Regions from separate parts of the Mus musculus genome. Here region 2 is linked to region 1. A link is a contact called in public HiChIP or PLAC-seq data. All regions are on one chromosome and are shown on one strand. Each heading gives the region's core, a stretch centred on a gene start, on an enhancer-like site or on the middle of the called end of the contact. The rest is flanking DNA. Distances are from core to core; before and after follow the strand shown.

Evidence for each region. HiChIP or PLAC-seq counts read pairs in DNA pulled down with a chosen protein or histone mark.
Region 2: an H3K4me3 HiChIP or PLAC-seq map of embryonic stem cells shows a contact between it and region 1, with 19 read pairs. The contact joins two enhancer-like sites. A contact is called at or near these places in 11 of 39 promoter capture datasets (the 3T3-L1 cell line, cranial neural crest, embryonic stem cells and 4 more), 7 of 115 datasets of contacts at active chromatin or transcription factors (the NIH/3T3 cell line, acute myeloid leukemia, embryonic forebrain and 3 more) and 1 of 9 other capture datasets (adipose tissue).

The regions. Positions count from the first base shown.
Region 1 is chr4:43,086,020-43,093,069 of GRCm38.p6, reverse strand. Unc13b (unc-13 homolog B) reads right to left here. Exons shown (of 40, transcript NM_001384106.1): 2 at 5,138-5,167; 3 at 1,743-1,842. Among named protein-coding and RNA genes, the nearest start is that of Unc13b, 31 kb to the right of the region's middle. Within about 2 kb of position 5,744, at least 3 of the 459 cell types and tissues checked have an H3K27ac peak or open chromatin away from gene starts, as enhancers often do.
Region 2 is chr4:43,496,773-43,503,287 of GRCm38.p6, reverse strand. It overlaps Arhgef39 (Rho guanine nucleotide exchange factor (GEF) 39), which reads left to right. Exons shown (of 12, transcript NM_001013377.3): 4 at 3,390-3,818; 5 at 3,951-4,045; 6 at 4,272-4,392; 7 at 4,584-4,702; 8 at 5,259-5,329; 9 at 5,578-5,706; 10 at 5,972-6,201; 11 at 6,379-6,467. The coding sequence starts at 3,681. Among named protein-coding and RNA genes, the nearest start is that of Ccdc107, 6.7 kb to the right of the region's middle. Within about 2 kb of position 3,552, at least 306 of the 459 cell types and tissues checked have an H3K27ac peak or open chromatin away from gene starts, as enhancers often do.

The sequences.
Region 1 (7,050 bases), core at 4,495-6,994:
CACAGAGAGAGAGAAAGAGAGAGAGAGAGAGAGAGAGAGAGAGAGAGAGAGAGAGAGAGAGAGAGAGAAAATCAGGAGTCCTCAAAGATTAGAAGTTCCAGATAATGCCCAACAATTTAGTGAACTTGAGGCTAGCCTGGGCTACATTAGCCCTTGTTGCCAAAGCATAAATTAATGAATAAGTAAGTAATACAGTATAATGATCTATATGTAGACAGCTAGAACTACAAAATACACTGAGGTGGCAGAGGTTAAAAGAAGAAAAACATAGGAAGCAGATCAGCAATGGAGCTGCTATTAACACAAGGGACAGAGTAGAAGGAATAAGGAATGAGAGAAAGAAAGAAAATAGCTAACAAAGCCCATGTATAAAGGTGAAAAAATAGCCAGGTGGTGATAGCACACACCTTTAATCCCAAGGAGTCCCACCCCACAGGCTGAGAACCGCAACTCGTCATGCACAGCTGCTTAGGCCTTGGGCTGTCATGCCATATGGTGGTCACAGAACTGAATGTGAAAGGTCAAAAAAAAAAAAAAAAAAAAAAAAAACACTGAGAAGTTCCTAAACATATGATGCTGGAACACTAACTCAAAATCAAAAGTGCAATGTAATAAATCTGAGTTGTTTCCAGCAGTGCTAGCCTGTGATCCCCCATATGATTTCAATACAGCTTTGTACTGTGCATACCACTGTACCACCAGTGCAAGGAATGTGGCCTGGAATGTGCCTCGGGTTCAAGATGACTGTTCCCTATGGATTGTACTGTTTTATTATACATATAACCTTTTTCTCTCCTACACAATCATCATGGTTTAGTTGTGTCATCCCTCTGCATGGAAACTCGGAAGCTTTATCTTTTCACGATATCCATGCTAAGATGTTTTATCTTGAGTGCTGTTGTTTCTGAAGAAGGGTTTCATACAAGGTAAACAGGCATATCCATCTCATTTATACACAGCCTGATTTCACCTACAAAGGATTGTTTAAAAGATAAGATTTTATTACTCTAAAAAAATTTTTCAGTGCTGATAACTGAACCTAGGGTTTTATCACAAAGAATAATCTACGCTCTTGGTACAAAAGAAAATACTTTTAGGGGAGATGGGATTCTTGGGATGGAACCCAAGGCCTCTACATGCTAAAAAAAAAACACTTTACCGACTGAGCAATATCCTAAGCCCTAAAATGTTAAACTTATTATTATTGTAAATCTTGACTTATATACCTATCTTATATATCTGTATACCCAGAGTCAATTAAAAACTTTTCAGGGGAAAGTATGTCAAGAGTGGAAAAGGTTTTAGAAGCCTTGCTCTTAAGAGATAATTTAGGAATATACATATTCTACAAAACACATGGCCACATTTCCTTAGAGAACCTCTAAGAACCAAAGACAAAGTTTGCTATTAGGCTAAGTGCACTGGACTGCATCTGAATTCTGACCTGTGAGAAAACCTGAGCAGGCAGTGTTCTCAACTCACTATGTTATCTCAGGGTTACTCATATTCATCATTCATCTCCAAGAATATATTATGAGTTAATGAAAGAAAAAAATGCAATGTACTTCACTACAAGCCTGACTTGCTCCTCTCACTCTACAGATTAAAAAGATACATAGCAGTGTTGACACGCTAATACATCTCTGGCAAACACAGACTCAACAACTGAATTGTTTCATTGGATAGCGCTGACTTATGACCATGATGGAATGTGTAGACAAATATTTCAGCTAAGTGCTTACAACATGAAATCCTGCTCCCAGGAAGGCTGATCACCACGAACTGCTACAGTTGTGCTCTTCACGTTCTGGACTTTCAGGGTCACATATGTGTTAAATTTATCTTTGAAAAAATGCAAAAAACAAATGTTAATAGTATTCAGATTATTATCCACTTTCACAAAGCCCTTAAAACTACATAATATCGGAGGCTGGAGAGAATATTCAAGAGCAGTGGCTGCTCTTCAAGAGAAAGAGAGCCATCCAGGGGATCCAACATCCTCTTCTTACTTCTGTGGGCACCAGACACACATGTGGTGCAATGGACAGACATACAAGCAAAACACCCATACACATAAATCTTAAAAAGAGAGATAGAATTAAGTGATACCAAATTAAATGTGCAATTAAAACTGAAGCTATGTGTTGTAGAATCCAAGGCACAGCAGAATTAAAAGACACATACTTGGGGAGAAGATAAGGTGATAAATATCCATAATCCCAGGTCCACTCAGGAGGCAGAGGTAAATCAGGAGCTACATAGCAAGTTTAAGGCCTGCTTGGCTTAAGATAAGATTCTCCCCCCAAACCTCGTGTGCCTCGTGTGTGTGTGTGTGTGTGTGTGTGTGTGTGTGTGTGTGTGAACACAGAATACATAAAGGGCAAACAATTGCAGAGCCCTTGATAAAGACACAAATTGAAGAGAAAATTGTCATGAAAGAACTGGATTTCAAGCTTGATCTATAGTTTACATGAAAAGAAACATTATCATAAAATTGAAAAAAGGGAATTCTCTGAGAGGAGAACTAAGTACAAATCAAAGGGAGTAACCTAACCCTGAAAACTCAGATCTGAAGCCCTCCATGTTTGTACTAACTAGAGTGACTATGCAGTCCAGACTGTCTTAAAATTCACCATGCTGACCTTGAACTCAAGACTCTCCTGCTACAGTCTACTTAGTAGTAGTACAAGTGTGTACAACCACATGTGGCCTGAGGATTTGCTTCTTGTATTAAGAAAAACATTTCATAAAAGCAAAAAACAAAAACAAAAACAAAAACAAAAAAAAAAAACAAAGTTATCGTGTTAACTCACTAAAATGCCAAATACTGCTTAAAACAATTACCTACTGTTAGATAATGTGAGAAAATGGGAACTGCCACATTTGCCTATCATTTCAAAAGCATGTGGTTTTATCCAGATGAGAAGACTGAGACAGGAAGAGCTCACATTTCAGGCCAGCCTAAGCTATAAAGCAAGACTATCTTAAATGCAGAAACAAAGAAATGGGGAGATGGCTCGGTGGATAAAATGCTTATTGCCCAAGCATGAGGACCTAAGTTTAGACCCAAAGCATTCTCATGAAAGGAGCAGAAGGTAACATGTCTATAACCCAGCTCTAGAGGCTCACACATGCCAGCCAAGGCCTGGAGCACCCAGCTATACTTCTGAAACCTGAAATACATTTTGTATCATAAGATCTTAAACTTGAGCGATGGACAGGGCTAAGTGGCAGATCATCTTCCTAGCATGTGAGGTCCCAAGGTTAAACAAAATTTAAATCTTTCTCCAGGCTGCATGGTATACACTTGTAATCCTAGCAGTTGGAAGCTAGAAATAGGAGGCCCAGGGGCTTGCTAACCACCCTGTCTAGTCAACTGGGGTGTTCTATGCTCTCTAAGAGACCCTGTCTCAAAAAACTGAAGTGCAAAGCAATTTGAGAAAGAGATTCAAGGTCGCATTTGGCCTCCATGCACACAGTGTACACACATGGATGCTATTAATAATCCCTTCTTTTCTTTTAGACATAGGGTCTCTCTACGTAGCCTCAATGTCCTGGAACTAGATATGCAGGCCACACTGGTCTTGATTATATTCTCCTGCCTTTGCCTCTGAGTAGCGGGATTAAACGTATGTGCAACCAAACCTGGCCAATTTTTTTTTAAAGTTTGTATAGGTTTTTTTTTTTTTAATCTCACTATAATCTTGTAAAATATTCTAGCTAAGGATGGTGGCTCATGTCTATAATTACAGCAGGATATTGAGGCAGAATTCTGAAAAACAAAACCCATACAGCCATACAGCCTCCACTGCTGAGTGACACCCTGTTTTAGAAATTAAATAAATAAATAAAGGGGGATTTACAGAGTACTTATCTAGGATGCATAAGTCCCAGCACCACGGAGGGAGGACAAGGTGATCCGAAGTTCAAAGTTGCCCTTAGCTATACAGCAACTTCAAGGCCACCCTGGGCTACGTAAGACCCATCTCACAAAGAAATTTAAAACTAAAAATAAATTTAAAGATGACTTTGGTACACAAGGGTGCATGCCACCAAGACTAGCAACCTCCATCCTAAATTTGATTCCTAGAACTCGTATGGGCAAAGGTCAGAACTAACTTCCAAAAGTTATCCTCTGATTCCACACACATGCTATGGCATGAGCATGCATGGGCACACACACATACAAACAGAAAAGATAACATAAAATTAATTAAAATAGGGGGCTGGAGAGATGGCTCAGCAGTCAAGAGCACTAACTGCTCTTCCAAAGGTCCTGAGTTCAAATCCCAGAAACCACATGGTGGCTCACAACCATCTGTAATGAGATCTGATGCCCTCTTCTGGTGAATCTGAAGATAGCTACAGTGTACTTACATATAATAATAAATAAATAAATCTTTAAAAATTAATTAAAATTAAAAAATTTAAAGTATAGTATAGTATAATTGGGTTGACAAGAGAGAAAAGATAAACTTTTCATTGATTAATACAGATAAAAATACAGGTAAACAAAGTTAAATGTTTTATAGCAGTGGGGTAATAATTTCATGAACTACCTTAGCAAATTAAATCAATGCATTTAAGTAGTTAGCTAAATGAAATCATTCATTCTTTTTATCTTCCTGAGATAGAGTCTCTTTATGTAGTCCAGGCTGACCTAGACAAGCAATCCTCTCGCTCCAGACTCTCAAGTACTAGGACTATAGAAATGTACTGCCATACCCAGCTTATAATTCATGATTTTCTTTTAAGATTTGCTTCTGAGGGGCCAGTGAGGGGCCTGATATGAAGCCTACACAACCTGGGTTCATTCTCTGGAAACCATGTGGTAGAGGAAGAGAACAGACTCTCCCAAGGTGAGTCTCCTCAGATCACCACATTTGCATAGCAAGTGACTTAGCCCTGAGCCACTGGAGTTCAGTTCCCAGCACTCACATAGCAACCTACAACCATCTGTAATTCCAGATACAGATCTTCTTGCCTCCTTGGAGTCCTGCACACATATACACTCACATTCACACACACACACACACACACACACACACACACACACACACACACACCTTTTTTTTTTAAAGACTGCCTTAAATCACAGCAAGCATGAAGTGTTGAAAGCAAGGAGGGCCAGACTTACCTGGTGAACCCTGGAATTTGGCTCTTTTAACTGCAAGAAAACAAAAGAGGTAAGATTAGGAACCTGATCTCATACTCAGTGGAAAAAAATCTGTTCCTGCCTCCTGACAAGGAGAAGAAAGCCAAATGGCAGGAAATCTGTTTTATGTTAGATGTCGTTCTGAAGTTTAAGTTATCAATGTTCCTTATTTAAAAGCAATCATCAGGCTGAAAGTAACCACTTACCTTAAATATATGAGACCCCTGAATTATATCCTTAGCCAAATAAAAAAAGGTAAGAAGTAAATTTTTAACAAGGAAAATCCCTCTACTTCATTCTGCTCAAACAAGAGTATATCAGGAAAAAATAGACAATAAGTTTTAAAACAAGAGTGAGAAGTGACTTCTGAGACCAGGCAGGTACCAAGAGGGGCTCCTGTCCATGATGATGTGGAACTGCTTCTAAAGAATAGGCTGGGAGCTGCACAAGAAAGAATCCTACAAGCACAATGCACACACAGCTCCCAGGGGAGCCAAGAACTGCACATGCAAGGGAACTGCCACAGCTGCACTAGTGGCTCAAGTCTGGAATCCTAGCACTCAGAAAACTAGGCAGGAGAGCTGCTGCAAGTTCAAGACCAGCCTGTGCTACAGAGTAAATAAAAAAGAATCAAGATCAATCCACAAAGATTAAGGACAAATTCACCGGGTGTGTTGGAGGGGGGCAGTTTGTAGTACAATGCGTAGAAAGTACATATAAGGCGTTGGTCTGCCTTTCTCCATGCTTTATGTTTCTTCCAAGGGCTAAGCCACATAGGGCTTTCCACAAGGCCATCTCCATTTCAGACAGTACTCATTACTACTACAATCTATTTATTTTTATTGATCCAAAATATGTCTTTTTTAATCTCACATAAAGTCAGTTCCTCTTCCCAAATATTCTTTCTCATGAACATGGAGAAAGTAAAGCAGGTCATGTGGAGCGTGCCTCTAACCCCAGCACTGGGGAGGCAGAGGCTCGTGGATAAACTTAAAGCCAACTTGGGCTACATAATGAGAGCCAGAGCTACATACTGAAACCCTGTCTTTACAATTAAGAGAGACAGACAGAGAGAACACATTTCGGCTGGGCTTGGTAGTGCTTGCTTGCAATCCTAGTAGAAAGTAGAGGCACAATGAACAATTCAAAATTAGCTCGCCTACATAAACCAGAACAGGACCAAGCAGACAGCTAAGGTGCCTGTTTCCATGTCTGACAACTTAAGTATATTTCCAGGACCCATATGGTAAAAAAAGAAAACTCCCAAAACTGTCCCTAATCTTCTGTTATATACACACTTTGGCATGCACATGTACACAAGCACACACAGCAAATAAAAAATGTAGTTATAAAAATGTTTAATAAAAGCCAGATGGTGGTGGCACACACCTTTAATGCCAGCCCTTGGGAGGCAAAGGCAGGTGGATCTCTGAGACCAACCTGGTCTACAGAGTGAGTTCCAGGACAGCCAGGGCTACACAGAGAAACCCTGTCTCTAAAAACAAACAACAAAACCAAAAAAAAAAAAAGTTTAATAGAATTAAAATATTTCAAATTGTCATTATACTAGCAATAACTACTAAAATTAAAATAACTAAGCATAAATGAAAAATAACCAACAAAATTTTAAATATATTAATATATACATAGTTAAAACATTTTTTAAAATTTTCTGATTGGACTGGTCAATGCCTATAATCCTATCACTTGCATTGTAGGAGGATCTATGTAAATTGGAAGTCAGCCTGAATTACATGATTACATTAGGTCAGCCAGAACTACATAATAAGATCTTATCTCAGAAATGGGGCTAAAGGGGGCTATCTCTAACTACATTGCCTGCCTTTGGATCCCTTTCCCTTAACTGGACTGCCCTGTCTAGCCTCAATAGAAGA
Region 2 (6,515 bases), core at 2,303-4,802, 410 kb before region 1:
TGATCCTGGGTCACACCTTTATAACTCAGGAGTCTGCCAAACCCTAAAACAAGTTAGAGCCCTGGGTGCTTGTATCCTGAATCTAACTAACCAGGGCACTCCCTGCCTGGCACAGGGCACTTCCACGGTTGTTTAAAGCCAAGTCTTTGGTCACTGGGATCTGTGTTTCTAGAACCTGGGTTGCAGAAGGCAGAGTTACTCATTGGTAGAGTAGGAGAAACTCCCCCTTTTCCCTAATCATGGATTGAAAGCAAAAATTAGAGCAGGTGGTGGTGACACACTCCTTTAACCCCAGCACTCAGGAGGCAGAGACAGGTGGATCTCTGTGAGTTCAAGGTCAGCCTGGTCTACAGCTGAGTTCCAAGACAGCCAGATCTACAGAGAGATACTCTGTCTCAGAAAAGCAATTTTAAAAACAAAAGGAGGAGGAAGAGGAGGTAAACATCAAAGCTGTTTTGAGCTGACCTTTAGTTCCAGCCCATCTCACTTTTATTCTTAGGGCTACCATAAAAATTACCACAAACCCATAAACCAGGTGTCTTATGGAAAAGGAATTTTTTTATTTTATTTCAAAGTTTCGTAGGCCTTAAGTCTGGAGTGTACTGACAGGACCAGTCTACCTCAGAGGCTCTGGGGAAGCCTCTCTTGTTGCCACTTCTGGATTCTGGTGGTATACACCTGTAATCCCAGCACTTGCTAGGCAGAGCCAGGCAGATCTCTGTGAGTTTGAACTCAGCCTGGTCTACCTAGAGAGTTACAGGCCACCAGGAGTTACATAGTAAAACCCTGTCTCAAAATATAGTAACACTAAAAATAAACAAATGTAACAACAGCAAGCATTCTCAGTTGTATCTGTGAAGACAGTGTCCAGATAAGGTTACACTTGCAATTCTGAGGTTGCCATGGATACAGAAATGGACATGATATTATGTGGCCACCATTTAGTCATCAGTGTAGAGGAACTAAAGTGGATGCATTTCAAGATGTCCACAGGGTGTCTCCTCAGCCTCACCCTCTTCTACCAAAGGGACAATGCTGCCAACCCCAGTTCACAGTAGGCTCTGTCTCTGGCCCCTCTCCCACCCACCTAGAGAATGCTGGTGACATGCTCAAACATACCCAAGACCAATTGTGCCCCAGACATTGACCGCCACCACCTCCTTCTCCTCCTCCTCCTTCGATTCTTCCATTTGCCGTGGTGTGTGTGTGTTTATGTGTGTTTATGTGTACCACAAGCTGATATGTGGGTGATGGGAACTGAGCCACGGTCCTCTGCTGGAGCAGCCAGTGCTTTTGACCTCTGAGCCATGTCTCCAGCCCTGCTCTCTGTCCTTGCTGCTTGGGCTTACGTGATCCACATGGCATTATCTGTGCTCGTCCACATCTGAGCTCTACAGACTGTCCTTCATTTGCTTCTTTTTGGTTTTGGTTTTTTGGAGACAGGGTCTCACTATGTGATCCAGGCTGGCCTCAAATGTGCAGCATTCCTCAGCTTTCTACGTACTGGTATTACAGATGTAAGCCACCAGGCCAGGCTCTCTCTGTTCACCTGAGACAGTGTCGCCAGTTTTCCTGAAGCCCAAACCAAAGAAACAGTCGGGTCCAAACACCCCTTTTCTCCAAGGCTGTCAGGCTGCTCTTCTCTTGTCTAAGTGAAGCATTTTAACATTTTTAAGATTCTTAGAAATGTCAGAGCTGGAGGGAGCTTAGAACCCTGGCAGTCCCCTTGCTTCTTGGCTGGGGGCCCAGATTCCTAAGAGCCCAAAATGGGTCTAATGTTTCTTACAGTTAGTTTTCCAATATGACCTGTATTTTATAGTTACAAAATAGCACATGCTCAAGGCAGGAAATGTGGGGAGACAGAGATGAGTCTTGGGGAATTGAAAACATCTCTCCATCTGTCCTGTTCTCTCTTAGACCCCTAACCTCAGCATTCTACTCTCTGGTGCAGGGAGGCACCCATTTGTTCCATTATCTTCAGTTTCAGACAGTAAAGACCACAGTTAGCACAGGTTTCTATAACTCAGCTTCCCAGCCTTCTGTGTTCATTTTTATGCAGAGGGAATGGGAATCACATTATACAACAGCTGTGTACACTGCCTTTTCCTTCTCTCTTGGCGTTCTACTTACTATAAGTACTTTCCCATTCTGATAGTTTTTAAACTTTTTCATATTTTAAAAATCATGTGTGTGTGTGTGTGTGTGTGTGTGTGTGTGAGAGAGAGAGAGAGAGAGAGAGAGAGAGAGAGAGAGAGAGAGAGAGTTTTGCCTATGTGTAAGTTTGTGTATCATGTGTATGCCTGGTGCTTGACAAAGTCAGAAGTGGGTATCTGATCCCCTGGAACTGGAGTTGAAAATGGTTGTGGGCCACCATATAGGATCCTCTGGAAGAGTAGCCAGCACTCTTAGCCAATAAATTATCCTTCTAGCCCCCACCCCCATTTAAAAATATTTATTTTTATTATTTTGAAACTATGTGTGTATCTGTAGGAGAGATGGCTAGGCAGTTAAGAGTGCTCCCTGCTTTCCCAGAAGACCCAGATTTGATTCCCAGCACCCACATCAGGTATCCACAACAGTCCATGACTCCCTCTCCACTCCTCAAAGTCCTAAGGAAAATTTAGAACACTCTCTTTTTAATAAGGTGATGCAGTTAGCACAGCAAAACTTTTGTCTTTTATCTTTTATTGCAGTTGGGGAAGGAAAAGGTGGGGAAAGAGTCTGAGGGGAGTGGAGGGAGGGGGGAATGCAGTTGGGGTTTTTTGTATGAGAGGAAAATTTGAGAGAGAGAAGAAGAAGAAGAGGAGGAGGAGGAGGAAGAGGAGGAGGAGGAGGAGGAGGAGGAGGAGGAGGAGAAGGAAGAAGAGGACGACGACCACGACCATGACGACGTCGTGGTGGGGGGGTGGAGGAGAGAATATGAGAATAAATCCAAACTACCACATCACTGACAGCTCACTGGAAGCTAGTTGATGGTTAAGCTTAGATCAGTATGAAATTTTAAAAAATAAAATAAAAATCAGGACTGGGGATGTAGACGGCAAAGTGCTTGCCTAGTGTGCATGAGTGAGTTCCATCCCAGCACTTCATAAACGGGATATGATGGTGCGAGACTAATCTCAGCCCTTGGAAGCTGGAGACCGGAGGATAGACTCAAGGTCGTGCTCAAAGACAGTTCAAGACCAGCCTACATTATAGGACCCTATCTCAAGGATGACAGAAAACAAAATGAGTAAACAAACATTAACCTAACTCTTTTGTCCAAAGTTCAAAGGTTCATAGTTAGTGAAGGCACTGGGAATGACTGGCCAACTCTCTTTAGTGGTCTGGCGCGGGCTCAGGACCTAGTATGCACCTTAATTATCCCCACATTCCCAATTCTCACTTAGACACTGAAGCCCTGACAATGTCTGCATTCTGGAGTCTCCTGTCTCCGTGTTCAGACCGTAGTGTCACTTTAGCGTCTGGCACCGATGCTACTACACCTGGGACTCGCACGACCTCGCCTAGCTGGTGGGGCGGACACAGGCAGACGAGCCCGGCCGCTAGCGGCTGCCCGCGCATGCTCTATGCTGCGCGCTCGGCTCCTGAACCGCAGCTCCCGCGGCCCCGCCCACTGAGCGGTTGGAATTTGAATCTCCGGCGCGACGCTGCGGGAAGAGTAAAACCCTGGGTCAAACATGGAGAGTTCGGGATCCGCCGCGTGCTGCCCGGTGCTACAGCAGCGTGCTCGTTGGGAACGGAAACGTGTCTGCACCGCTCGGGAGCTGCTGGAGACCGAGCGACGCTACCAGGAACAACTGGGGCTGGTGGCCACGGTGGGGCTCGATGGGGGTATGGGAGGGTCAAAGACCTTGCTTCCCCCTACAGTTTCTGGCTGCAGCAGACGTTGACTTCCTCTTGCTACAGTCTAAGAAAATTGTATTTTTTCCCCTCCTGAAAAAATACAGTACTTCCTGCGGATCCTGAAAGCCAAAGGAACACTACGACCACCAGAACTCCAGACCCTGTTTGGGACCTGGGAGCTCATCTATGCCGCCAGCCTGTGAGTGGAAGAATTGCAGGGAGAGGGAGCGTCAAGCCTAGTCAGAAAGGCCAAGTTCATCTGCCAACTTTCTCACCTGTGGGGTTGGCCCAATGCCTTAACCTGCCGGCGTCTCCAGCTGTAAAATGGGATAATAGCACTACCTGCGAGGCAGGGTTAATGGAAGTGTATGAGGGAGTGTAGAGTAGTTGTTGGCTTGCGCTTTTACTGTTCTTTGCCCACACAGAGAGCTGCTTCCCTATCTGGAAGAAGGGCAGTGGGGACTGGGGCTACAGGGCTTCTGCCCCCACCTGGAGCTCTACGCCCAATTTGCTGCCAACGCAGAGAGATCTCAGACTACCCTTCAGGTAACCTGCAGTCTGTCTCTTCCTCCTTACCCCTGAATTTAGAGACCTGAACTCATGAGTTGCTTGCATTAGAACCCAGCTCCTTGCTAACATCTTTAGGAGGACCAGTTTCCCGCGGGAGTGCACAGCTTGCTGCTTGCAGTATGAGGAGTGACTTCCCTCCCTCATGTGAACTTCCCCTCTCAACCCAGGCGCAGCTGAAGAAGAATAAGCGTTTTCGGAGGTTCGTGAAGCTTCAGGAAGGTCGCCCTGAATTTAGGGGTCTTCAGCTCCAGGACCTGCTCCCTCTGCCTCTGCAGCGGCTCCAACAGTGAGTGTGAATCTCTCTAGGCTGGAATTAATCCTCTCAGGCTGCATAACCGAGGCCGGCAGCTCTGTGGGGGATGCCATAGGTTCTATCCCAGCTTTGCTATTCTGGGCCAAATTGCTTCTAAGAAGCTTTTACCAGAGTAAATGTTGACCCTCAGGGTTATCCAGGGTCTGCAGCGTCAGATGTGGCATTGTAGGACTGTATACTAAATGGAGGGAACCTGCACCAAGGCCAGAGACAGACTCTGGAGAGGCTCAGGGCAATGAGGGGGTTGGTCTAGTCTTGTGGTTCTGTTCTAGGGCTCAGAGGTTGTCTGTGGTAGCCTCCTTGGTTTGATTTGGTTTCATCTTCTGACCCAGCCTCCTGATTCTTCAGTGTAGAATGGAAATGTAATGTGACCCCAGGTTCAGAGTCCCAGGTTAAGGAGGGGCAACAGAGGAGCCAGGCCTTTCCTGACTTGACAGTTGAGAAATGAAGGTCGGGGAGGTGATCTTCAAGTCTATGAAAGCAGGGCATTGAGCCTGGCTCTACTTCCCTCCCCACTGTCCACTTCTAGGTACGAGAATCTTGTCGTGGCTTTGGCTGAGAACACAGTTCCCAACAGCCCTGACTACCAGCAGCTCACACGTAGGTTCTAGTTCCTCAGCTCAGGCAGAGGCTGCCTGTCCTGAATGCCTCTCTGGCTCTCACCTCCAACAGTGTCTGGTATGTCCCTGTCTCCCATGGAATGTACAGTGGCCCTAACTGCCCTGCCCATTCTTCAAGAAGCTAGAACGGGACCCAGACCCCCACCCCCACCCCAGCTTGTCTTTTACTACCAAGAGCCACTCAAAGCCCATGTTCTGTTGGAAGTAAGGCACTGGGTGTTGTTCCAGGGGCTGCTCGCCTGGTAAGTGAGACGGCCCAGAAGGTCCACGCCATCGGCCAGAGTCAGAAGAATGATCAGCATCTGCTGCGTGTCCAGGCTCTACTCAGTGGGCGCAAGGCAAAAGGGCTGACTTCAGGTAGACCGTGGACTCTGCCCCTTCAGTTGCCCCTTGCTTATGCCAGCATGCTGGGCTGGCAAGATGACCCAGTAGGTAATGTGCTTGCTGTATGACCTGTGCAATTCTGGAATGCATATAAAGGTGAAAGGAGAAAACTGACTCCAGGGTGGTTCTGTGACCTCCACATCGCCACACAGTAACATTACCCCTTCCCCAACGTCCTGTCTCTCTTGTGTTCCTACGGATTCTTGAGCTGTACAATAACAGTGCTCTCATTTTCAAGGCCGCTGGTTCCTACGGCAGGGCTGGCTTTTAGTGGTGCCTCCCACTGGGGAGCCTCGGCCCCGGATGTTCTTCCTTTTCTCCGACGTGCTCCTCATGGCCAAGCCTCGGCCCCCACTGCACCTGCTGAAGAGTGGCACCTTTGTCTGCAGAGCCCTGTACCCTATGTCCCAGTGTCACCTTAGCAGGGTCTTTGGCCATTCGGGAGGACCTTGTGGTGGTTTGCTCAGTGTAAGTAGTAGATGGGAAATCTGGGCCCAAAATATACTTGAAGTAGTTGTAGACCAGCCCATCACTTGAGCTAGCTCCCTTTTGGGGCTGAGGTTTCACACTTATCCCTGAGTTAGTGTCACGGGACCAGAGAGGGCCCCAGCCTGACTTGCTCTGAACTAACTGGTTTCTCCTTAGCTGTCCTTTCCCCATGAGAAGCTACTGCTTATGTCTACTGACCAGGAGGAGCTGTCACAGTGGCACCACAGCCTGACTCTGGCTATCAGGTTAGCCGTGCTGAGAAGGAGCAGCGTCCCTCACAGCCCCTCCCCCAC